7 separate regions of the Mus musculus genome follow, and regions 1, 2, 3, 4, 5 and 7 are each linked to region 6. Evidence: chromatin contacts called from public HiChIP or PLAC-seq and promoter capture Hi-C data. All regions are on one chromosome and are shown on one strand. The core of a region is the stretch at or near the end of the contact, and the rest is flanking DNA. Distances in the headings are between cores, read along the strand shown. Region 1 holds the start of Zfp385a (zinc finger protein 385A). Region 2 overlaps Copz1 (coatomer protein complex, subunit zeta 1). Region 3 holds the start of Itga5 (integrin alpha 5 (fibronectin receptor alpha)). Region 4 holds the start of Copz1 (coatomer protein complex, subunit zeta 1). Region 5 holds the start of Igfbp6 (insulin-like growth factor binding protein 6). Region 6 holds the start of Calcoco1 (calcium binding and coiled coil domain 1). Region 7 holds the start of Zfp740 (zinc finger protein 740).

Region 1 (3,190 bases), core at 458-2,957, 620 kb after region 6:
GGGATGAGAGGAAAGCTAAGCTGAATGGGGGCACCACTAGATTCCCACCCCCTGTGGACTTGGCAAAAGGAGGGAGTTAATTATCATGTCCTCCAAAGAGATGGCTGGGGCCAGTTGGTGGCAGGGTCCAATGTCAGAGAGTTTGGATTCAGTCTTCTTGTGGCTGGGTGTTGGCAGGGGTCTTCCAGGCCTGATACCTAGTTTAAAGTGGCCTCCAGACCAGGGCAAACAAGGCTTAGCCTGGCCTACTCTGGGCAAGCAGGCTATAGCCGCTACAGCTGGCCCAGGATACAGCTAGAGTACAGGAACACAACGGTAGGCAGAATGTGGAGCCTGTGTGTTAGGGTCCTGAGTCTAAACTGTGTTGAGGTGTCTCCCGGAATTAGAAGGCAGACCACCTACTAGAGACAGCCTTGGGGCAGAGGGATTTAAATAGCTATGATGGTTGGCCAGCTGGAGGGAAGCAAGGCATAAAAGTCGTGAGAGAGGCTGAGACCACACAACAGCTAGATGGAGGAAGGACGCAAGAGTGGAGAAATGGGCTAGGAAAGATACACAGTCACTGGAAAGAAGAGAACACAGGCAGAGAGTCTTGGGAGAGGGATGAGGACACGGGATATAGTTCAGCATAAGCACAGAGCCAGGTGTCCTCAGTGGGGGCAGGGAGACCACAGGTGTCTGAGAGTGGTAGGGGGCTTCACAATAAACAGGGCCCTGGAACCGGCCTAGCCAGGGTGGAGGTCAGAGGTCAGAGCAGGCCCTGCACTGCTGTGGCAGCAGGGTTGAGGGCAGGGGCTGCTGCGGAGTCCGGAGTACAGCTAGGCCCTCTCCTCCCCCATCCCTGGGGCTCCCTTCCCGATGTAGGTCATGAAGATGGGGTGGCCAAGGCTGAACGGGCTGGCTGTCAGAGCCCAGCGGGACTTCCCTTCCCCCCACTCTGACTTTCCTTCTCTCCTTGGTCTCCTGTAGCCCCCGACCCACGGCTGGGGTGGAAGGGAAGAAGGAGGAGAAGAAGAAGGGCCCAGGCAGCCGGCGCAGGGAGAGAGGGGCAGGTCCCGGCGTGTCGGGGCAGGATGGCTGCGGAGACAGGATCTAAGCCGCAAGAGCCCGGGATGGACAGTTTCCCACCCGCTCTTCTACCCAGCCCCCTTATCTTCACCCGTCAGGTTCCCACCTCCCACCACACTCACCTCGAAGCTACACCCAGCATCTTCTTCCTCCGCCCCCCACTTCCTCCTTTCCCTCTTATCCTGGGCCCAGAAGGCTGTCGGAGTGGCTAAGCCAAGGGTGGGGGAAGGCGCTGGAGGTGACGGGTCAGAACCTTTACTCCAACTCTACCAGGCCAGGACCAGCCCCCTCCCACAGTCTCTCCTGCACTGTCTTATAATATTCATGAGCCTCATGAATACGCAATGTTCTCATTATGGGGCGGGGGTCTCGCTCTCTCGGCCTTCCTTTTGCCCCTCCCTATGTTACCAGGAGAAACCGCAGCTAGGGGAAGAGAGGAAGAGGGGACCCCAGATGTGCAGCCAGATGAGGGGGGAGGGGGAATGAGTGGCAGACCGGCGGCCGCAGTCACCGCGGTGCCGAGGTGAGGGAGGGTGGGGGTTGGTGACCCAGTGAGAAGGAACCAGGGACCCGGATCCCAGAGTCGTGGAGACCACTCACCGAGGATCATGCTGGGGACCCTGGCTCCCGGGGTTCCGCGTCGTTCTGTCCCGGGGGCCGTTCTGGTCGGACTCGGGGTACAGGGGGGAGGAGTCGGGGAGGAGCAGGGGCGGGCCGAGGCGGAGCGGGGGCGGGGCCCACAGCAGGTGAAGACCGGAGGGGGCACCCTGGCACCCCGGGCTCCGCGAGGGGGCGTCCTGGCAGCCTCCCGCTTCCTCCAGCCTTTCAGTTACCGCCCCCAATCTCTGGGTTTTAGGATGTCGCTTTAGCTGGGGCTGGGGAACAAGATGGTGTGAGGTTATTGAGGAGGCTGGGAACTAAAATGCCTGGGTTCCTGAGTGGCTCAGTCTGAGGGCGGGAAGACTCATTCTCAGCTGATAGAGGGACAGGATCCTAAGTGATCTGGGGAGGAACAGAGCCCGGGTTGAGTGGGATAGTGATGCCCCTCTAGAGCAATGGGCTGGGTGGGCCCTGGAGGTGCAGGGAGGATGCCTGGGTCCTACTTTGTTCCGCTTCGGAGCAGGATGTCGAGACTGACTATCAGAGGTGAGTCGTGGTTCTGAAGATGGATTCGAGGTTTATCTGACAGTGTTCTTAGGGGAAGCTAAGTGAACAGATTGCATTCAGTGGTCCTGAGGAGGCAGAAATTAGAAGCTTGCAGTGGTGATTGCTAGGCTATTTAGAAGATGACAGAAGGTCAGAATCAGCGAGGTTCAACCTTATAGAGATGTCCTGGACTGAGCTGGGGAGGAGGGGCATTTATCCCGGGGTTAAATGCAGGACACCTTACCAAGAAGAGCTTTGATTCAGGTGGCAGGGGTGTAAGAAGGCTGGGGAGACGTTTGAGAATGGGATGTTCCTAAGGCAAACAGGAGGAAGCTGGAGTGTGAGAGTCGGATAGGTATCTAGGGAAGATGCAGCTGCTACAGCCTGAACCTGTCTGTACCTGCCACAAGAGGGAGGGCAGCAGGCAGAGTTCCCAGAAGGCCAAGCAGCCAGCTTTAGGCCAACCCAGCCAGAGGGAGAGGGGGTGAGACTGGGAATTGGAACACTCATGGTTTAGGGAGGGTGGAGGCAAGAGTGAAAAGCGGGGTCATGAGTGATAGGATTGGATTCAGAAACTTTGAGGAAAGGAGGGCATTTCCAGCTTCTGGCGGGAAGTTGGGGCTTGATTGCTAACTCAGGTGCAGGAATTTTAGATTTGTTCCTACTGTGAGCCTCAGCAATGTCTGCCTTCCATCTGTGAAAAGCTGTTTGCAATTGCCAAGATACTCCAGCTCAAGGCTAGGTGAAAGATGGGTGCCGGCACCCTAGTCTTTGAGTCCTGTGATCCTGCTTTGAGGAAAGATGTGGGATCTCTGGGTCCACGAGAGGCCATCTTCTCGCTTTGAATCTAACTTGCTGGAATCCTCCTGCACTTCTATAACAGAAAGCCTGCTTCCTAGGTTTAGCCCCTCCTCTCCTTTTCCAGGTTTCTCCCCTGGGGAGGAGACATACTAAAACGAGGGCCAGCACTGGGCTT
Region 2 (3,285 bases), core at 646-3,145, 580 kb after region 6:
GAATTTCCCAAACTGACAATCCTCTAGGGCCTTAGAGAGCTTCTTCCTATTCTTCCACCCTTGGGATTTTCTATCCCCTGTTCTTCTAAGGAGAGGGAAGGCAAGTGTGGGGAAGGAGAGCCTCAGCCTGCTCACACCCTGTGGCTTGCAAGTCCCCCTCAGTGCTGCCTTTGTCTCCACAGGTGCTGCAGTCAGCCAAAGAACAGATCAAGTGGTCCCTCCTTCGGTGAAAGTGTTCTGAGCCCAGTTCCTTGCCCCTCAAAACCCACATCTGCTGTGACTTCTTATCCAGGCCCCCAACTTATGTCCTTAGGGTCATCTTGGAGAACCACAATGGATTCTTCTGTCTCTATACTTTCTGGGGTTCTTTCCCCTCCCTCTCATGAGAGTAAAGTCCCCAGCAGATTTGAGTGAGTCAGGGGAAACACCCTCTTCCTACTTACACTTGTCTCGCCCACCCCCCATTCTCTCCTTGGTTTCTTGGCCCTTTACTGTGGCTGTACTTCAGATCATCAAAGCAAGAGAAAGAATGTGCTGAGTGTTTTCTTCCCTGTGCCTTAAGGGCCCTCATCCCAGCAGCCCATATAGCCAGCAAATGGAGGACTCCTAACTTCAGCACAAGTGGGTTTGGAGTGGCAGAGGCCATACTTTCTTTGCCTCAGCTTCTCTCCTTCCTGCTGCCCTATCCTCTGCCTTAGAAGAAATGGGAACAGCTTGTAGGGAAGGGACAAGCTGCAGAGGAACAGTGATTTAAAGGCCCTTGGAGCTAGTCCCCTCAGCCTCAACTTTGATCTGGCCTTTAGCCTCAAAGCTGCTGTACCTGCACATGGTCCTGAGAACATCTCTCTAGGCCTGTACCACACCTCTCTGCCTGTAGAACCTGTGAGATCATTGCCTGTGGCCTCTGTCACCCTGGAGCAAAGCCAGACCTTGGAACCCAAACTACTTTAGTCCCTAGAAAAGTTTCTGCTCAGAACTGAGGATGGAAAGAGCCGTAATGACGTTGGCCTTGCCGTGTTCCTTCTCCTCAGCGCCACACTCACATATTTCTCTGCTTTGGTTCTACAATCTGTTGTTGAGTTCCCCCTCTCTGCATCAGTCTTCCCTGGAAATGGAGGACCTGGTGCAGTACCTTTCCTCTGAGGCTTGGATTCCCGTTCTTGGGTGTAATGTTGCTCCCTGATCCCATATCCCTGTGAAAATGACTTAGGAAAAAACGTTTCTGAGCAAGCATTCTGGCCCATGCACTGGCTGAAGTGGGCAGACTGGAGGCGGCCTCTGCAAGAAATGGAGTCAGGCGAAGTCCACCTTGTACGCTGCTGTGCGGCTTAGGAATAAAGTGAATCTCTTCCAAACTGCCTTTGTGTGATGGCTCTGTTCCTCCCTTTTTTGGCAGCTATTCCTGTTCCTCCAGCCACCACCCCCACGCCCCCGCACCCCACCTCTTATAATATTTCTTCCTTTCTACCTCAGAGACTCCCCAGCAGTCCCCCCTACCCCTAATTTACAGGGCTGTTTGCCTCCTTGGCATCTCTAGTCCCCTCGCCTGGAAATTGGCGCCAGGGGTGGGGTGGGGATGGTATTTTCTCAGTGGGAGACTCAGGGAACTGAGTTCTCCCCCACACACCCCCAAAGCCAGCTGCCTGCTCCCGCCTCAGCCATTAGTAACCCGGAGACGCGCACCTGCGTGGAGGCTCTCCTCCAGCCCCTGCTCCCTTCCCGCACCTCCCACTCCTCCGAAACGGCGCTGAGCGGGTTATTTATCGGAGCCTGCGCTGCTCCAGAAGGTCAGGACGGTGGTGTAAATAACCTCTTCTCGCCATTTCCCCATCCCTCCAGAGCCTGCTCCCCTCCCCCTTCTCTACCTTTATTCGCACAAATGAATGTGGCTGGGCTGGCGCAGAGCCTGGCCCTGCATCTTAATGGGGCGGTGAGCTCACAAGATGGATTTAGCTGGGGGTTTTATGGTTGCTGCGGCGACAGGAGAATGCTTTGGTTTTCTTTCCCCCTTCCTCTGCAGGATTTTAAGGAGGGGGCAATGCGGGGACTCCTCCTCTCCCCTGAGATTTGTAGGGTCTCTTCTATCACCTCTATCTACTGTTCTAGCATGGGTCTGCAAACCTAGGACGGACAAGGAAAAGGGGAAGGAGGGAAGCAGAATGGGAAGAGCCTCTGCAACACGGGATGAAGCCTATGTATGGTCCTCCTTTTATGGAAACCTTAGGCACAGCAGCTGTGAAGCACCTGGGCCCAGGATCCCTCTAAGCAGATAGACAGCTGAATGCTGGACCACTCCTGCCTGGGGCCCTGTACTGGAAGCTGGAGGCCTGGTGGGAGAAGAGTTATGATGCCCTCTATCTTTGCTTGTATGGTCTGTGAGAGGCAGTGCCCAGCTTTATATAGCCCAACCTGCTCCTCATGGCCTGTATATCCTTTGGCTTGGGACAGCAGAGTTAGAACGGAGTTGAGGCCTCTTCCGTGAGCAGATATATCAACAGGAGCGTAGTTCTTTCCGTTTGAGTTCTCTATGCTTGTTTCTCCAGCCTTCTGTTTCCCACCAAGACTGAAGTTTTGGTGCCCTGGCCTACCCCGTCCTCTGGTGAGCAACTTTCATTTGGGACTCTGCAAACCCATCCTTAGCACTAACTAAAACAAAAACAGCAGTGACTTGGACTGTCTGGTTTGCCTCCCCCTCCTGTTTGTGAACCTTTCCCTCTTCCCCTGGGGATTCTTAGGAGGCCCTCCTCCCTTCTTCCCCTTGGCTGGGAAAGAGACTACAGCCTGAACAGTGCCAGACACCTGCCTGCCAGATGTGGCGATTCCCCATGCTGCCCCTACCCCACTGTCTCTCTTTTCCCCACCCCACTGAGCTCAGGCAGAGGGAGCCCCCCCACAGAGTGATTTACTGCTGCAGTCTCTTCCTCAAGTGCCCCTTCAGGCTTCTCTCTCTCTCTCTCTCTCTCTCTCTCTCTCTCTCTCCCTCTCTCCCTCCCTCCCTCCCTCCCTCCCTCCCTCCCTCCCCTGGTGCCCATGCGTGCTCCCTCTTTTCCCACCATGACCAGGCAGCTTCACCCCATTCCGACTGCAGGACCCTTTGCTGGGTGAGCTCTAGCTCCCTCTTTGACCAAAGAAGGAATGGGTGGGTGAAGGGTGATGCCCCTGCTACACCCCAGGAGAGAAATGAGCTGCAGGACTGAGGCCTGCAGCAGACAGAGCTGATGCCATCCTCTATGGGGAGAACTGGAAGAGAGAGGCTAACATGACCAGAACACAAAACCAACATTC
Region 3 (3,170 bases), core at 476-2,975, 640 kb after region 6:
CTAAAATCAGATGACTTCTGACAAAGGTCCAATCAAGCCCTAAGATCCCAGGGTCGGTGTAGGTGCTGCCATGGGCAGAGAGAGGCTCAGAGCTAGTAGGTGGAGAAACACCTACTGCTGTCATCAAAGGGGTTCAGGAATATGGCATCTGGGGTCCCTTAGCCCAGCAGTTGGGACCGTCACTTTTCTCTTACTTCCAGACCTCCTCTCCTTATTTAAACAAACACGTTTGTTTCAATGTGGCCTCTAATTTTCCCAAGCCTCTGGGCACCAGTCTAGGTCTGCTTACTACCCGGAAATAAGGATTCTCCATAGAGATTTTCAGGAACCTTCGTTCTGATGCTCTTGGGCCCAGAGAGCCTATATCTTTCTCAGCTTCCGACCCTAGTCCCAGAAGTCTGAGTTCTACTACAGCCGACAAGCTACAGGAAATCAGCTTTTCTCTTCCTCCCAAGAGCTAGAGCAAGAGGGAAACCGCCCACCCCCCTTCAGGCGCGCGCACTCACACCCCTCCCGACACATCCGTGCACCGCCCTGGATTGATCCGGCCACTAGCCCTAGTACCCCCAGTGCCAGGGTTCTGGGATTCTCCCCAAGTTCTTGGATCTCTTCGCCTGAAGAGACTGGGGGTGGGAGGCAATTCAGGAGAATGAGGAGAAAGGGGAGGGAGCCTTCGTCTTCCTCCCGGGTCTTTCCCGAGTCTGAGTTGATGGGGGAGGGGAGGATGAGACTGGCCCCCACATAACCTTCCGACCCTCTCAGTCTGTCTTTCCTCTTACGGCACACGCTTACCCAGCTCCAACCCTCTCAATAGCCCCACCGAGGATCTCGAGGTTCTTCCACTGCCTCCTAAGGCCCTGCCCGGCCTCCGCACCCCCCTCGACTCCCACCCGCCACAGGTCTCCCGCAGCCCACAGATCGCCAGAGACCCTAAGCTTTCTGCGCCCTCTCCTCCCGGTTGGCCCTTAGACCCTGCCTGTACTTCTCCAGCTTCTAGATTCGGGTCCTCTCCTCATGCCACACAAGTTTCGACACCGATCTCACACTCCACGTCGGCCACGGTCCCTCCCTGCTGCAGCGCGGGCCCCCAATTCTAGCTTGGGCCCCCAACTCAAGTCTTGGTCTTTCCAAACTCCGCCCTCCAACTCAAGTCCTGGTCGCTTCCAGTCCTCGGCGCGCCCCCAGTTTCCAGGTGGCCCCCTGCCCGCTTCCCGCCGCCAACCTCGCCACTCACCCGTCCCTTCCCGGCCGGTAAAACTCCACGGAGAAGCCAAAAAGGGAGCCGGGGGGCCCGGAGAGCACCGCCGGGGCCTCCGCGTCTAGGTTGAAGCCCCCAACCTGGAGTGGTGGCGGCCACAGTAGCAGCAGCAGAGGCAGCAGCGGCGGTAGGCGTCGGGGCCCCCAGCGCAGCAGCACCGCGTGGAGAGGAGATCGAGGCGACCGTGGCGTCCAGCTCCCCATAGTGCCCGCTCTTCCCTGTCCTGGGGCCACCGACCCGGAGCCGCTTCCTAAACCTCCCAGAGGCGAATGACTCAACGCGGGGAGGAGTTTGCCAAACTCCCGGCTGGGCCCTCCCCCCGGCCGCCGGGCCGGCTGGCGGGGGGGCATTCCTGGGTCCCGGGGACGCCGAGGCCGCGCCCCGCACCCGAAGGGGCGTGGGGGGCCGCACCTCTGAACCCTGGCTCCGGCCCCAGCTGGAGGCCGGTGGTCTGGCCTGGCTCAGACTGGGCGGGCTTGGGTTCTTCGCCCTCCTCTCCGCTTCCCCCTCCTCCCTCCCCCTCCTTTCCAGATGTACAACGTAAACGCTCGGAAAAGTAGTCGGAAAAGGGAGCAGAAAATTTCCTAATGAGGAAAGGAATCACCTCTGGGGGGCGGAGGGAGCCTGAATATTGTGTGTGTGTGTCTCCCTCATTTCTTCAGGAAAAAAACTTTGGGGTCGAGAGACAGGGGACTCCTCTGGCGTCCGGCCAACAGGGATTCCCCTTGCCTTCCGGGGCCACTGGGTGCCTGGGTTCTGGCCAGCTAGATTGGGACTCTGCAGCCCAGTCACTGAACGCTCCCCAGACAGCCTCCTGGGGTAGCTTCGTTGGCCTCGGGAATTCCGCGGCTGCCCCTCCCCAAGCTGATAGAGTGGAAAGCATAGGACTTTTGGGGTCTCTGACACAGGAGCATTGGGCTTTATTTGCTAACGTTGGGTTTGGAAGTCTCTGTTCTGGCCCTTTCTTGGATTTGATACCTGACCAAGTGGCCAACCTCTCAATTCAGTTCCTTCATCAGATTGCCTGATTTCCTGGATAAGCCCCAGAAAGATAAGTGATGGGTAGCAGTTGTGATGGTGGTGGTGGGGAGTCTTCAAAGGGAACCAACTTTCAGCTTCTGTTGGCCATCTGAAACCCAAGACACTTGCATTATTTGTGTAAGTAGAGGAAGGGGTGGTAGTAAGTGAAGGTACCTTGTTAGCCCCTAGCTCAGGCTGTGTGTGATGAGATCACCTTTCAGGATTCTGGTCTTTATCTTAGTCTGGGGGGAGGGGAGAGAGGCCTACAGTCTCCCCTAATCCCCTTTGCTTTCTACTCCCTTCTCAGCCTTTTTCCTCCAGGACTTCTCCCCTTTCAGAATAAGGCCCACAGAGTAAAATCCTGCCCTCTTCTTGCCCTTCTCTTTTGACCCGTTGTGGCCTGAGGGGATGCTGAATAAAAATCCCAGAGTCATTTTTTTTTTTTTCCTGCTGCATGCTTCCTCTCATCTGTTACTCTTACTCTGCTTTCTGTCCTCAGTCACCCAGCTAGATCTTCAAAAGCAGATCTCCAGGGCCAATTGCAGCCCCAGAGAGAGGCCAGCTGAACAGACTACAGCCTAACCCTGGCTCCATTCCACTTTCACATCTGCAGGTCCTGACCCTTCGTCAGGTGGGAAACATAAGGAATCTGTGGGTCAGGATCTGAGGCAAGCAGTACCCAAAGTCAACCTCTGGTGTGATTGGCCAGGGGGGGAACCCAGGTGAAGAGGAGAATGGACTTTTATTTACTGTTTATAGACATTCATGTGAGGCTTGGGTCCCACATGTGTGAATCCAGCCCTCTCCTTTCTCAGCCCAGACTTTTAGATTTTTTTCCCAGGATTTAGGAGCTGGGGAGGAAGGGGGGAGGTATACAGCTAGGGAGGTGTGT
Region 4 (3,249 bases), core at 673-3,172, 550 kb after region 6:
AGGAGAGGAATTGGAGGTTCTGAATGTGATCAAAGTACATTGCATGGAACTCTGAAATAATAAAAATATTAAAAACAAAAATTCAACTATAACAAACAACCCCACCAGTTATATTAAACAATAAATAATTGAATGGTTGAGCATTATGCTTAGCACATAATAAATGGGCAGAAAAATGTTATTATTATCATTAATCTGCCAAAGCAAGAACAATGCCCGCCACTGGGACAGGAGAGAGGATTCATCCTTTAACAACTATGGCTGCTCTTCCAGAGTACCCGGGTTTGATTCCCAGAACCCAAATAGCAGCTCACAATCCCATTGCAACTCCAGTTCAATGGGATCTGATATCATTTTCTGGCCTCCACAGGTACCAGGTATGTAAAGGGTGCACAGATATACTGACTTTAGGGTTTCTATTGCTGTGATGAAGCACTATGGCCAAAAAAGTAAGTTAGGGAGAAAAGAGTTTATTTGGCTTACACTTCCCTATGGCTGTTCATCATTGAAGGAAGTTAGGACAGGAACTACAGGAACTCAGGCAGGGCAGGAACCTGGAGGTAGGAACTGATGCAGAGATCACGGAGAGGTGTAGGGGGGCCAGCCCTGGTAGGGTCAGGTACTGAGGTGGGACACAGCATAAGATGGAGGTCAAAGGCTAATGATCTCTGGCCTTGTAACTCTTATTGTTCTGGGGGTCAGAAGCTGATAGCTTTCTTTCCATTCGCTCTAATCTCCAATGCCTTGATATCCTATTTCAAATTGAACCAAAGTGGGAAAACGTTGTCCATCAAAGTGCAGGTCTCCTGTACTCAACTCCCAGACAGAAAGTGGGCAGTGGGCAGCAGATTCTCTGAAGCTGAGCAACGGGGCATAGGAGCTGGCAACTGAACTCAGGTCTTCCACACGAAGAGTATGAGCTCTTTTTTTTTGTTTTTGTTTTCGAGACAGGGCTTCTCTAAATAGCCCTGGCTGTCCTGGAACTCACTTTGTAGACCAGGCTGGCCTCAAACTCAGAAATCCGCCTGTCTCTGCCTCCCAAGTGCTGGGATTAAAAACATGTGCCACCACTGCCCATCGAATATGAGCTCTTAACTACCGAGCCATATCTCCAGTCCCCACAGTTTTTTTTTTTTTTTTAAGTAAATTACATTAAAAATATTGAGGGGGGTGGTCTGGAGAGATTGCTCAGTGGTTAAGAACATTGGGTGCTTTCTCTTCCAGAGGTCCTGGGTTCAATTCCCAGCAACCACATGGTGTCTCACAACCAGCTGTAATGAGATCTGATGCCCTCTTCTGGTGTGTCTGAAGACAGCTACGGTGTACTCATATAAATGAAATAAATAAATCTTAAAAAAATATATATTTATTGGGTATGTGTGCATGCCACACGTGTATATCCTGGGATATACTTCTCGAGACCTTGGTTTGTGTAGTTAACGCTTGGCTGCCTATAGCTAACTTGGTGAACTTTCCGAGGTTGTTGAAATGACCCAAGGACACTACAGCTGTGGATATCCTAATGGTGGCGATGGGAATCTGTATTCGGGTAGGGCTTCTCAGCAAGGCTAATGTTAAGGGCTACACATAGCACCCCCTATAGCGAGTGCGAATTGGAGGCTGACAGAATCACGTGGCTTCCTCCTACCAATAGCAAAGTAACAATCGCTTCCTCCGTTCCCCATGGAAACAACACCGCCCTCAATGATCCTCCCGCCCCTTCAGTGCTGAGGTTTTGGCCTTTCATTGAAAATTCCGGGTGACAATCTAACAGCTGCCTCTTCTGGCTGGACAGTTGGCTTCCGTGAAGCGAGTGACTACGCTGACTGGTCAAGACGCGAAGGCTGGCTCATCTTCACCCAATGTTGCCTCTTTGAGGCGGGACCTAGCGAAGACTCAGGGCCAATCAGCGGTGACGTCGCTTGTGCGACTCCACGTCGGCAGCAGCTACGGGCAAGATGGAGGCGCTGATTTTGGTAGGAGCTGGAGGGCCAGTGGCTCCGTTGTGGTGTCCAGGGGGTCCGGGAGGTGGGGCTCATCAGCTGGGGCCGGGAGAGGGTTCCGGGCAGGCCTCGGGGGCCAAAGCTCCCGCTATCTGTGCAATGCAAGTGTGGCCTACAATGGGAGCTAGAGCCGCGGTATAGAGTAGGAAGCCTTGCCGGCAAGAGAGCAGGAGTCGGTGGCAAAGTTGAAGAGAACATGCAGGGTCCTTAGGAGAATTCTGATTGCGCTGGAGGGGTGTCTTTCAAGTTCTCCCCGATGGTTTTTGTTGTGGATCATACCTACTTGAGTTTCCCCAAACCCTCATATTCTAGTCCCCCAAGTTGCAATGGCAGAAGAGAGGTGTTTTGTCAGTCCCAGATCCTCCTGGTGGTGGTCAGAATTCGACTACCTTTTGGCAATTCCATGTCCTGTTCCTTTACAAAACTTGTTTTTATTTTCCTGTTAATCCTTAGTATGTAATTCTGTCATGATTGAGAGTCAGCATTCCATCCAGGTTCAGGAATACTTGGTAGAGCTAGTATAGATTTTGGAATATCTTTTTCTGACTCCTTATTCTTCTCTCCTACTCTCCCCTCCTTCAGACTTTAGGAACTCATACTGTAAGATCCATTTCAGCCTTCTTGCTTACATGAGAATTGTGATTATAGAAGTGCATTTAACTCTCTTGTCCCTTGATCCTTTCTGCTTGTTCTGCCCCCTAGAACAGGATCAGAGCATTTCTTTCAAGACACTGGCCAGCAGTTTAGAGACCCATGAGTCTGCCTACCTGTGTCTGTGTGTTAGTGTAGGAATTTAACTCCCAGCTTCTTTCCTTTAGTTGGACTCCAGGATTGTTTCTAAGAGTCTTCCTTAGCTCCTGTTTTCATTTATATTCCTTGTAAGTGTACATATCAAACTCTTGTCAGTAAAAGAAAAAAAGCTTTTTCTTCTTTCTTTCTTTAAAGGAAAAAAAGTTTTTTGAGACAGGGTCCCTCTCTACCTTTCCCTTTCCTGATGCCCTAGCTACTCATTATGTAAGCCATGTTGGCCTCAGACTCACAGAGGACCACCTACCTCTACCCTCCAAATTCGGAGACTAGAGGTATGTGCCACCACATCAACTTGTTTTAGTTTTCTCACTGAGAGTTTCATGTAGGTCTGACTGGAATCAACTTTGCCACGTAGCCAGGGCAGACATCTATACTCACCTGGCATTTATGTGGGAATTTGAACTTTGGTTTTCTTATTTGTATGACAAGCACTTTA
Region 5 (3,504 bases), core at 673-3,172, 580 kb before region 6:
GCCCTGCTTAGCCTGCAGAGAGGGACTGAGAGCTGGGGGTGGGAGGGTTATGGTGGTGGGTAGGGGTGGGCTAGCCTTCAGAGAGGGACAGAGAGAGCACTGGGGGTTGGTATGGGGGGGGGGAGAACCACAGGGAGGGGATCTAGGAAGGAACTAGAGAGTAGTGGATGTTAGATGTTAGCAAAGAGTTAGGATTTCCTCTCAAAGGTGGAGAACCACCGAGACCCCAACAAGGAGTCATCTTCTTTCCATCTTCCCATTGTCTTTTCCATCATTTTCAGAAGCAGCTAACATAATGCTGGGATTCAGATCTGGGACAAGCAGCTGAGGTGCATTTTTCACTTACCAAAGTGGACCTGGCCTCTAGGTTCTTTCTCCCACCATCCCTCAGTCCCTATCTGTTACCGGGACACTGGCATACCCTGCCCTCTACTTTGAATTTTCCAACCCAGGGGCTGTGCTTCCTCTCCCTCAGAAGTTTGTCTGTCTTTCTCTGGTTGTCTGTCTGTCTCTCTGCATCTCTTCTTTCCCTGCTCATGGCTTTCTCTCCTTTTCTTCCCCCTCCTCTCTGTCTCCTTCTGCTGGGTGACTTCACTAACCCCCTCCTCTCCTGTGTGGTCGGTGAACTCTCCCGGGAGCTGCCCCCAATAAACCTGCTTTTATACTTTATTTTGTCTTGAATTGGCAGAATACGTATCACCTGAGTCCATAAAAAAGACTCTAGCTAGATACATGTGCAGTGAAAAAAGTAAATAAATAGTAGGGATAAGGGCTTGGACGGGAACCAAGGCTCCCCACGCTGGGGTCAGAACATGGAGAGGAGGCTCCAGGGCCTTGGTGGACGATAACAGTCACTTTTTCCTGCCTGTTCAATCAGCATCTGTATCTCATGGCAACGGGGAAAACATCGCTTTCTAAACTCTGTTAAAACCTAAAATCTCAGAGAAGCCTCCGGCTTTTTTTTTTTTTTTTTTTTTTTTTGTATCTGCTTAAAAGCTCAGGAAGCCGGTGCTGACATTCTTGCTTGGGGGCCCAGAATTTAAACTTAGTCACTGCCCAAGGCCCTTGTTTTAGGAAAGAATGAGATTGTTGTTGCATAACTCAGAATTGAGCGGGGCGGGGTGGTCCAATGTAGCAATCCCACTTGTTTCTTGAGAGCCGTAGGAGTACTGAGGACCCGCCCACCCTTGCCTTGAGTGGGACTCTGCCTAGCGCTGAGCAGGCACACGCCTTTCTTTCGATGGGCAGAACAGGAGCAGCCAACTAGCAGAGGCAACTGCGCAATCTGGTACTGAAATTCTCCGACCAGTTCCTTCCCAAATCTTGGGCACAGATCAGCCTGAGAAATCCAGAAGACCCAAAGAACGACTATAGAAAGGAGACAGGAAAAAAGCAACGGAGAGACAAGCTAATCTGAAGTGCAGAGATGAGAGTGAGGCCCAGTCTGTGGCCAGACCACTGTCCCTAAATGCATCTAGAATACAGTCCCCTACTTTTACCTCCGTCCCCAGCTCAGCTCCGGGGTCTCCGAGGGTTTCTACATTTACTCAAGGTGTATTCTTCATAAAGCAGTCTTCATTCTACCCCCAGCAGCCCCAGCTTTTCCTATTATTGTCTCTAAGGCTAGGTCTTGCGTTTTTATGGTTTTGTTTTTCACAGACACAGGCCAGGAGTCTTTATTTTACCTTCCCCGTTTGCTTTACCAACTCTCTCTGGGTCTGTTTCTTACCCTCCGTGGGAGCTTCTGCCCATATGCCTGACATCTTTCCTAGCGTTTATACACATCTCTTTCACGATGCACAGTCCCTCCGACCCCCAATCTCCACCCCCATACTATCCCTTCTCGGGTCACCTTTATCACCGTCCCCCACCCCAATATTCTCACACTATCTACAGGTTCCTCATCTTCCTGCACATACACTCATGCTAACTGGATTTCACGGTTCACCTTCTCTGTCCTCCCCTTTACTCCTCCCTACTCCACAATCCCTTTAGCCAGATGTACAGCTCCCAAATTCCGGGCGAGATTCCCAGGAACAAAGCAAGAAAAAAACATCAGAACAATTTGGGAAGTAAACAGCGGCGGAGAAGAAGGGAGGGAAAAGCCGGGTGGACCCAGGTGGGTGGCCCTCCAGTCCACCCAGTTAAGGGACTGCCTTTTTCCCCTCCCCCTTCACCTGGCTTTTAAGGGGCCGGGCCCAGACCTCTGCTTCTTAAAGAGGAGCCCGCAGCAGCAGCTGCACTGGACTCTCTGGAAGGAGTGTACAGGGCAAAAACTCTGACCATGACCTGGGATGGGCTGCCCACGCAGCCGCTGCTCATGCTGCTAATGCTGTTGTTCGCTGCGGGCTCAGGGTCCGCCTTAGCGGGGTGCCCCGGCTGCGGCGCTGGGATGCAGACTGGTTGTCGCGGGGGCTGCGTGGAGGAGGAAGACGCGGGATCGCCTGCAGACGGCTGTACAGAAGCCGGAGGCTGTCTCAGGAGAGAGGGACAACCGTGCGGGGTCTACAGCCCTAAGTGCGCCCCAGGACTGCAGTGCCAACCCCGAGAGAACGAAGAGGCGCCTTTGCGGGCGCTGCTAATCGGCCAGGGCCGCTGTCAACGCGCCAGAGGGCCGTCGGGTGAGTCCATGTCTCCCCCCTCCCTCCCCGCTTCCCACCTGCCTACCTGAGATAGGAGAAGCAAGTCTCTCCTGGTAGGAATCTGGACAGATGCAGGTTGGGCAGCCTCTTCAAGCCTCTGGGACCGGCCCATTGGTTCTTCCTGGGCCTTGAGTGGAACGTGAAGTGGAAACGTCAGGGGACAGCTATAAGGCTGATAGGGGCACCTTAGAATAAGCAAGAGAGATGTCTGAATTCTCCTCTGCTCTCCCTTTCCCTTATCTATTTTCTCCAAAGGGAAAGAGACGTATGTAGGCGGAGGATGGAGGATTTGAGTTTCAGCTTTCCTCTATACCCCGCAGGGTCAACGCCATGGCTCTCCAGGCTCACACTGGAGACAGGACCTAGATTCCTTATGGAGGAGGAGGAAAGGGAATCTCAAACTCTAGTTCCACACACTAAGAAATGTCTCCTGCTCCTCCTTCAGTGCCACTGTGAACGGCAGTGGGCATCGGGAGCATCGGCACCGGGGGAGTAAACACAGTGGGCAGCGGGCACCGGGGGTAGCAGGCACTGCAGACGGTGGGCACGGGGGCAGTGGACACCGGGGCAGTGAGCAGGCCCTAGAGGGCCTGGGGAGGGCTGAAGAAGTGGGAAGAGAAGGAATCTGCCAAATCAGACTTATGATTTAAACCTGGTAGGAATTGGATGCCCTCCAGCCCCACCCTATCCCAGGGATGAACACAGAAGACTGAGTCATTGGGTGGGTGGGACTAGAGTGAGTCAGCACCCCAAAGATGGGGGTGAAGAGCAACGGGAGATGGAAGATAGCAAGTCCCTGGTTTTTCCATAGAAAGGGATGAGAAATGAATTTGGATCATTTGGCAGTGCAGGCCTGCCATTC
Region 6 (3,621 bases), core at 464-2,963:
GTGGTGTGCAGAGATGGAATGTGGGGGCCTGGAGCCAGGAAAGCCCCGCCCTTAGGCAGGGAAACAGGTTAGAAATAGGGTAAGTCAGGGGCCCTGAGAAGGGGAAATATACATTCGGCGTTGAGAAAAGGCAGAGATCAACGAGAAACATTCTCCCCCCCCCCACCCCCATCTTGACGGGAGCAGAGCTAGAAAGCTAATGATTTGTTTGGGTGTTAGCCCAGCTCCAGTACCCTATACCCATTTTCTTGTTGGCTCCTCTTAGCCTCAATTCTAAGAGTCCAAATCTTGACATATGTTTGGGTTAATGGCAGGAGATAAGCAGATAAAATGGAGTTAGCTAGGGAGAACTAATTGGAAAATAGATAATAATAATAATAATAGCAACAACAACAATCAAGAGTTCAGGGGGTAGAATAGTTGGGTGGGTAGAGGTGCTTGCCACCAACTCAAGGTTGGGAGAAGAGAACTGATATCCCCAAGCTGTGCTCAGACTTCTGTACACCTATCTTCACACAGACACAGACAGACAGACACACACACACAGAAGTAAAAAAAAAAAAGTTAAAACAGAGTAGTACTCAGAGATGAATAAGAACAAAGTATGGATGGTGTACATGTTTGAAATGAAACTCACTGTATATTAACTTAAAAAAAAAATACACCTCAGTCCAGAGCGGGGAGGCAGCCCTTTTCTCTAGCCCACACATCTGCTTCCTGTGTCAGGTGCAGCTGATGTGTCCAATCAGACATCACCACTAGTCATATGCACACCCCCAAACATCACAAACCCACACCAGGCTGAGACAGTGGGGGAGGAACTTTAAAAGAAATTAAACACTCCATGGAGAAGGAAAGGTGGGCCAGCAATGCAATAGGAAACAGTTTCTTTGTCGGCTTTTTTTTTTTCATCTATGAAAAATCTCTCATTACAGCTACTCCGTGTTTTCTTCAATATAAGTCTTCTTAGGTTAGAGTGAGATCTGTCTCTAAAGTTCTACCCGTTGAGAACCCCAAACCCCTCCTTTCCCACAAAGACAATCTGTAACAGCTGCAGATATTCTTCAGAACTGAAAGTGTATGTGGTCAGATGCTGATGTTCAAATGCATTCTCTCTCTCTCTCCCTCTCTGTGTGTGCGTGTGTGTGTGTGTCCCCTCTCCACTGTAGGGCTCTCAGCGTTTTGGCGTTCCACAAGTTGGAAGTTTTCCCCTCAGGGATTCAGCGTAGTAAAGGCCTTTGGATCTTTGGATTTGGGTAAGAGAGAGAAGGTCTGTGAGGGCAAAGACTTGCCTGGAAAAGATTAAGCAAATATTTCAGTCCCTTCAAGCTTCCATAATCGGATCGAGCTTTACTGAGGAGGCCCCGCAAGAAAGTGAGGACAATGCGGGCTACTCCTCAAGGCCCCCCTTGAAACCAACAAAACCGAAACGTGGGGGAGGCTTCCTTAGTGCGTAAAGTATTAAAACCTAAACGCTCCTACCGTCCTCTTCTACAGTTCTCTCGGATTAGCCTTTCGCAGGCTGAGAAGCGGGCTGACCACCCCCGCGTAAGCCCACCCTCAGTTAGGCCAAGTTTCTTACCCCACGGACGGATCAGCTGTTCCCCTCACCTTTCACCAACAACAAAAACAGCACTCCGACTATAGGAGGGGAGGGGAAGAGTGACGCGAGAGCTTCTGGGGCTTGTGGTTCTTCTATGACTCGACACTGTCTACTTTTCTACCTGTGGAACTACATGTCCCAGGAGGCTGCGCGCGAGGGGCGGGGAAGAGGGCGGGGCGGTGATGGACTCAGCGTGGCATCCCGGGAGATGTAGTTCTTACTCCCGAGGCAGTTCAGGAGGGTGTGTCTTCCAAAGGACTTCACGGCCCATGATTCCTTAAGAAAGGGCAGGCTGATCTAGTGGAGGCTGCTGGTTCGTAGCATGCTTAGTGGGAGAGTTGACGGCTTTAACGCGTTCTGCACAGCTCTTTTCGGTGGGGCGGAACGCTTCCAGCACAGCCTTCTTGTTCGCTTTTACAAGATAGGCTGTAGTGTTATATCTACTTACAAAAGAAAAAACTTGTCTAAGGAATCCTCTAGGGTCAGGGCTATGAAACTGTAGAACTCTGCCAGGCCTCTCCCAAGCTACGAGCTACAGCCACCATGTTGTGGGTGGGGAAACTCACAGGGGTGGTAGTGGTTATTTATTTTTAGCTTGTTCTGACTTCAGGGTTGACAGAGCTTGTAAAAGTCTCAAAGCTTACTGTTTGGTTCCAGCTTGAGAAGATTTCCATGCCAAGGGGTCCGATAACACACACACACACACACACACACACACACACACACACACACACATACCACACCTGCACGTGCTCCCCCTGGAGTGGCTTCTGGGGCTAGGATTAGGGGACATAGCTTGAAATGGTGGCTAGGCTGTGGAATGAAAAGCATGCGGTTGAAGAGAGAGCTTGGCAGGACTGCCACAGCTCACAACAAGCTACTTAGAGAGGCTTGTTTGCCCAAGCCTTTTAACTGGCTTAAATTAATTAGAGCAACAATACAATTGTTGCTATAGGGTTGTTTTTTGTTTGTTTGTTTGTTTTGTTTTGTTTTGATAGGCGAAAGAGTCACACTGTTCCCACACCGCAGTCACTTAAGGACTTGAACCGTCCTCATCGTTGTGGGTGGCCTCCAACCCTGGAAGAGTTCAACCCCCCCCCCCTTTCTCAATATTAAAGGATTAAGTGAGATGTAATGCTACACACCTATAACCCTAGCAATTGAAGAGGCAGAGGCAGGGAGATCCTGGAGATTTCGATTCTGACTCAGGCTACACAGGAGACCCTGTCTCACAAATAAATAGTTATGCCGGAAAGACAGCTGTCCTCTCCTGGTTGGGTCCATTCTAATTATCTGTGGCAGTAGGTTCTGGCGGCGCCTCTTCTTTTACTTTTTTTTTTTTTTTGGTAGTTTTTTTTTTTTTTTTCCTTTTAAGATTGAATAGGGTATTTGATGCTGTCCTTGGGTGCCTTTCATTTGAAGATCTCCAAGCATTAAGTCACTGGGCTGCACAAACATTAAGATGACATGTCTGTGTCATTAGTCAGGATTTATGAGTTAGGGCACAAGCTGCTGGATGGGGAGATAGTTCAAGGTCCTGGGTTAGCTACGAGTGAAGCCTGTCCAAAGACTCAAGTCTCAAATGTTTATTTTGTCTGCATTCAGAATGAAAGCTTGTAAAAATCTCAGTCTCAAATAGAGCTAAGGTAATAACAACTTCCATGTTTGGGATGCTTACAGCGTTTTTAAACAGCCATAACGTATGCCCTATTATCATCCCCATTTTACGTGTAATGAGAGCAACACTCAGACAGCTGAGTAATTCGTGAGGTTAATCCAGCTAAGTGGCAGAATCAGGGTTCAAGTTCCAGTAGTCAGCACTGTATTAATGTGGCTTTAAATTCTGTTGTTGTAAGAAGCAGTGTTAGTCAGGGGATAAATATTCACTGAGCTCTTATGTGCTCAGTGAAGGCACGTGGCAACGGGAAGCCCCATCATTCAACAAGTATGTGTTAGTGTTATGCCGGATGTTCCATATGTCTCACTAAAAGGGTAAATACAGATACTGAAGGATATAT
Region 7 (3,156 bases), core at 284-2,783, 520 kb before region 6:
AAACTCACAGGGATTGGCCTGCTCTGCCTTTCAGGTGCTGGGATTAAAGATATTTGTCACACTCCCCTGCTTTTTTTTTTTGTTTTTTGTTTTGTTTTTTTATTTTTCCAAGACAGGGTTTCTCTGTGTAGCCCTGGCTGTCCTGGAACTCACTCTGTAGACCAGGCTGGCCTCGAACTCAGAAATCCACCTGCCTCTGCCTCCCAAGTGCTGGGATTAAAGGTGTGTGCCAACAACACCCGGCTACACTCCCTTGCTTAAGCTAATGTTTAAAACTGTATGATTGTTTCTGATGTGACTCTGTCCATGCAAGTTCAAGAGCCTGTACACACCTGGACTGCTTATTCCTTTAGAAGCAAGGTCTCTTCCCCAACCTGGGGCTCTAATTTTCTCAGTTAAGGTGGAATCCAGCAAGTCCAGGGGATTCTCCAGTCTCCACCTTTGTCAGAGCAGGCTTGTTAACCTGGAAAACAGAATCCAAACTCTGGTCCTAGTTTCCCAGCAAGCACTCTTAACAGCTGGGTCATCTCTTCAGGTCCCTACATTTGTTTTAAAAACATTCCTGGTGACATGTCTCTCCATTTTATGTCAGTTTCAGAATGACCCTAAGGGAAATGGAACTTACTTTAGTGGTGTAAAAGGTACAGGACTGTGGTTAGGAATCCATATGCTTTTTGGATAGTGTCTTACTGTCACTTAAACTCACCAGACAGCAGTTAGAATAGAAACTGGGACTTAAGTGGAATTCACGTTTCCTTCTGCCAAGTGTGCACTTAGAATAGTCCTATCTTTTAGCAGAACTCCTCTCTAATGCTACAAGTGGGGCGCTAGTATTCGAGGATAGGCTCAAATTTCCAAAGGGGGCCTGGCCCAGAGGACAACACGCACTTCCAAATCTCCAACAAGACTAGTCCACTGAAGGGAAAAAAGGCCTTTTCTTGAAAGGAAGCCTAGTTTGGCTAGGTCAAGACTGCGGGGCCGGAGCACGTTTGCCTTGGCTATTGAGGGAACTCACTGAGACTCACATGCAGATTGTGGTTTAGTGTGTACCGCAGGACTGCGCAACGGCTCAACTCTCCTCCCAGCTGACCTCAGTCTGCAGGTCTGCACCCCACAGCAGCAGGCACCGGAAAAACAGACCTCACCAAGCTTTAAAAAAAAGATCAGAGGTACGAACTGTCCCGGCTTCTACCTGGGGCGTCAGGAGAGAGACGGAGATTCTGCAAGAATCAACCAGCGCACCTAGCGAACCTTCTCAAAGAACACTCAGTACCTAAAGGTTCCCTAAAGGTTCCAGGCGAGCCTGGGAGCTGCCCTCAGTGAAGATGGCGGCCGGGGCGCTCGCGCGCCACGGCGCAGGCGCCGCCCTTCGCACCACCCTCCTCCGGTCCTCCGGGCCGTCCCCCTCCCGCTCGCCAGCTGCAGCTCTCCGCGCGTCCCCAGCCTCACCCCTTTTCGGAGGGCCCCCCCTCCTGTCCCGGCTCCGGAGCCCGGAAGTGGATGTGGCCGCTTGGCAAAGAGGGGGAGGGGGACGGAGAAGTGCTTCCGGGGAAACGGGCCCCGGGTTGGTGTTTGTAAACTTGCCTCGGTCCCGACGCGGGGAGCGGCGGCCGCGGGCTTGGCACGGGGTGCCTGGGGCCTGGAGGGGGCGCCGCGCGGCGGAGGAGACGGCGGGAGGCCGCGCCAGGCAGGTAGGCGCGCGCCGCGGGGAGGCAGCGTCGAGCGGGCGGGCGAGCGGGCGGACAGCAGCTCGCAGGCCGTGGGGCGCCGCGCGCGAGGGGGGAGGGGAGCGCGGCGGAGGAGGGGCGCGCGGCGGAGGGAGGGGGCGCGAGGGGAGGGCCGCCGCCGCCCCGCCCCCCACCGCCCCGCCGGGAGAGGGGGCCTTGCCCGGGAAGGGGGGGGGAAGCGCGGGCGCGAGCACGCAGGTCGCGCGCGGCTCGGCGCTCCCGGGGCTGCGCGCTGCGGCTGCCTGCAGAGCGCGCGCACACACGCCCGCCCTCCGCCTCCGCGGCGGCGAATTTACGAACCTTCGGGCGGACTCCGAGCGACGCTCACGTGCGGGCACTGCCAGCCACCCCGGCGCTCGGCGGAGGCCTCCCGAGCTTCCTTCCAACACAGTTCTGCCCTCGTCTGTGGAGTGCCAGCTTTGCAGGCCGGCCCACTCCGCACAAAAGCCCCAAAGGGCCTCCGCCCCCTTCTTCCGTTCCTAAGATGGCAAATCCCAGCTCTTACTCTCTTGGCAGATCCTCTCTATAGGAGGCCCAACTTACTTTTGCTCCCGTTGGCTGCTCTTTCGGCCCAGGAGGCCAGTTTCTTCTACTGACCTAGAAAGAAAGCTCTCGACTCATGTCCTCCTTTTGAGCTTCAGAACGCCCAGCAAAATAAGTTGAGGGAGCTTCGATCGTTGTTTGGCCTGAAGATGTTACACCTAAGGGCCTCATCTCCCTTTCTGGTTTCAGGTTTCTGGAACAGACCTAGAGCTTCACCAAGAGAATTCAACTTGGAAACCAAGACTGGTAGACTCTCGTTTCTTCCGACAAGAGGCAGAAGTCAGAGAGAGACTGCGGATTCTTGGGACACCTGTTTTCCTTTTGGAGGACACCGAGTTCTTTGAGAAGACAGTTCAATATGGCAAAGGAACTGAAAGAACGGGGAGGAGCCGTTACTGTGATTTGGTGACGGTTCTTCAGACAACCAGTGTCTTAAGGAAAACTGGGACAGAGAACTTCTGAACTTTTTGGGTTCGTTAAGTGAGAAGTCAGCATGGCTCAGGTAAAAAGCTCTCGAGTCCTCCTTCAAGACCGTTCACTGGGAAGCCTCTTTGCAGTGTCACCCTTGAATTCTGCCTTAGCCAACAGTATTGACCATCCCCAGTGAGCCGAGCTCTGTATTAAGCGCCAGGGGGAGATCTAGAGGAAGGAAAGGAGACAGGCCACAGCCCCTGCCTTCAGGGAGCTTCCAGTCAAATGAAGGAGGTAGGCTATATATCACGTCACAGGCACTGATGGGCCATTGGCAAAGCACCTTGTACCCGGTGTACTTTTGGTACGTGAAGTACTCGGGCATAAGGGAGTGTATAGTCTGGTGAATGCTTCATTTGTTTTTTTTTCCCAACAGGAATTTTATTGAGCTCCTGTTACATGCACGGCATTGTGT

What was found. Promoter capture Hi-C pulls out the DNA fragments that hold promoters and counts their contacts. HiChIP or PLAC-seq counts read pairs in DNA pulled down with a chosen protein or histone mark.
Region 1: a contact with region 6 is called in a promoter capture Hi-C map of pre-B cells, with 2.6 times the contacts expected there. The contact joins the promoter of Zfp385a here to the promoter of Calcoco1 in region 6. A contact is called at or near these places in 7 of 39 promoter capture datasets (cranial neural crest, embryonic stem cells, liver and 2 more), 1 of 484 Hi-C or Micro-C datasets (embryonic stem cells) and 7 of 115 datasets of contacts at active chromatin or transcription factors (the 230-238 cell line, bone marrow-derived dendritic cells, bone marrow-derived macrophages and 3 more).
Region 2: a contact with region 6 is called in an H3K4me3 HiChIP or PLAC-seq map of embryonic basal ganglia, with 4 times the contacts expected there. The contact joins the enhancer-like site here to the promoter of Calcoco1 in region 6. A contact is called at or near these places in 6 of 39 promoter capture datasets (the 3T3-L1 cell line, cranial neural crest, hippocampal neurons and 2 more), 7 of 115 datasets of contacts at active chromatin or transcription factors (T-cell acute lymphoblastic leukemia, embryonic basal ganglia, embryonic stem cells and 4 more) and 1 of 9 other capture datasets (embryonic stem cells).
Region 3: a contact with region 6 is called in an H3K4me3 HiChIP or PLAC-seq map of embryonic stem cells, with 8 read pairs. The contact joins the promoter of Itga5 here to the promoter of Calcoco1 in region 6. A contact is called at or near these places in 1 of 39 promoter capture datasets (pre-B cells) and 1 of 115 datasets of contacts at active chromatin or transcription factors (embryonic stem cells).
Region 4: a promoter capture Hi-C map of 3T3-L1-derived adipocytes shows a contact between it and region 6, with 4 times the contacts expected there. The contact joins the promoter of Copz1 here to the promoter of Calcoco1 in region 6. A contact is called at or near these places in 9 of 39 promoter capture datasets (the 3T3-L1 cell line, 3T3-L1-derived adipocytes, the C10 cell line and 6 more), 3 of 115 datasets of contacts at active chromatin or transcription factors (forebrain, neural tube and stem cell-derived neural progenitor cells) and 1 of 9 other capture datasets (pancreatic islet).
Region 5: a promoter capture Hi-C map of pre-B cells shows a contact between it and region 6, with 4 times the contacts expected there. The contact joins the promoter of Igfbp6 here to the promoter of Calcoco1 in region 6. A contact is called at or near these places in 5 of 39 promoter capture datasets (the 3T3-L1 cell line, the C10 cell line, fetal liver and 2 more) and 1 of 9 other capture datasets (adipose tissue).
Region 7: a contact with region 6 is called in a promoter capture Hi-C map of pre-B cells, with 3 times the contacts expected there. The contact joins the promoter of Zfp740 here to the promoter of Calcoco1 in region 6.

The regions. Positions count from the first base shown.
Region 1 is chr15:103,338,379-103,341,568 of GRCm38.p6, forward strand. It overlaps Zfp385a (zinc finger protein 385A), which reads right to left and starts at 1,708. Exons shown (of 8, transcript NM_013866.2): 1 at 1,669-1,708. The coding sequence starts at 1,678.
Region 2 is chr15:103,298,511-103,301,795 of GRCm38.p6, forward strand. It overlaps Copz1 (coatomer protein complex, subunit zeta 1), which reads left to right. Exons shown (of 9, transcript NM_019817.2): 9 at 183-1,355. The coding sequence ends at 230. Among named protein-coding and RNA genes, the nearest start is that of Gm41406, 9.7 kb to the left of the region's middle. Within about 2 kb of position 1,896, at least 115 of the 459 cell types and tissues checked have an H3K27ac peak or open chromatin away from gene starts, as enhancers often do. A contact at or near this core is called in embryonic basal ganglia, forebrain and hippocampal neurons, where this site is marked.
Region 3 is chr15:103,365,066-103,368,235 of GRCm38.p6, forward strand. It overlaps Itga5 (integrin alpha 5 (fibronectin receptor alpha)), which reads right to left and starts at 1,726. Exons shown (of 30, transcript NM_010577.4): 1 at 1,235-1,726. The coding sequence starts at 1,461.
Region 4 is chr15:103,270,966-103,274,214 of GRCm38.p6, forward strand. Copz1 (coatomer protein complex, subunit zeta 1) reads left to right here and starts at 1,923. Exons shown (of 9, transcript NM_019817.2): 1 at 1,923-1,976. The coding sequence starts at 1,959.
Region 5 is chr15:102,142,264-102,145,767 of GRCm38.p6, forward strand. It overlaps Igfbp6 (insulin-like growth factor binding protein 6), which reads left to right and starts at 1,923. Exons shown (of 4, transcript NM_008344.3): 1 at 1,923-2,621. The coding sequence starts at 2,285.
Region 6 is chr15:102,720,465-102,724,085 of GRCm38.p6, forward strand. Calcoco1 (calcium binding and coiled coil domain 1) reads right to left here and starts at 1,714. Exons shown (of 15, transcript NM_026192.3): 1 at 1,583-1,714.
Region 7 is chr15:102,202,112-102,205,267 of GRCm38.p6, forward strand. Zfp740 (zinc finger protein 740) reads left to right here and starts at 1,534. Exons shown (of 8, transcript NM_001289691.1): 1 at 1,534-1,691; 2 at 2,460-2,975; 3 at 3,118-3,156. It overlaps Csad (cysteine sulfinic acid decarboxylase), which reads right to left and starts at 2,941. Exons shown (of 18, transcript NM_001359126.1): 1 at 2,028-2,941; 2 at 1,026-1,149; 3 at 333-463.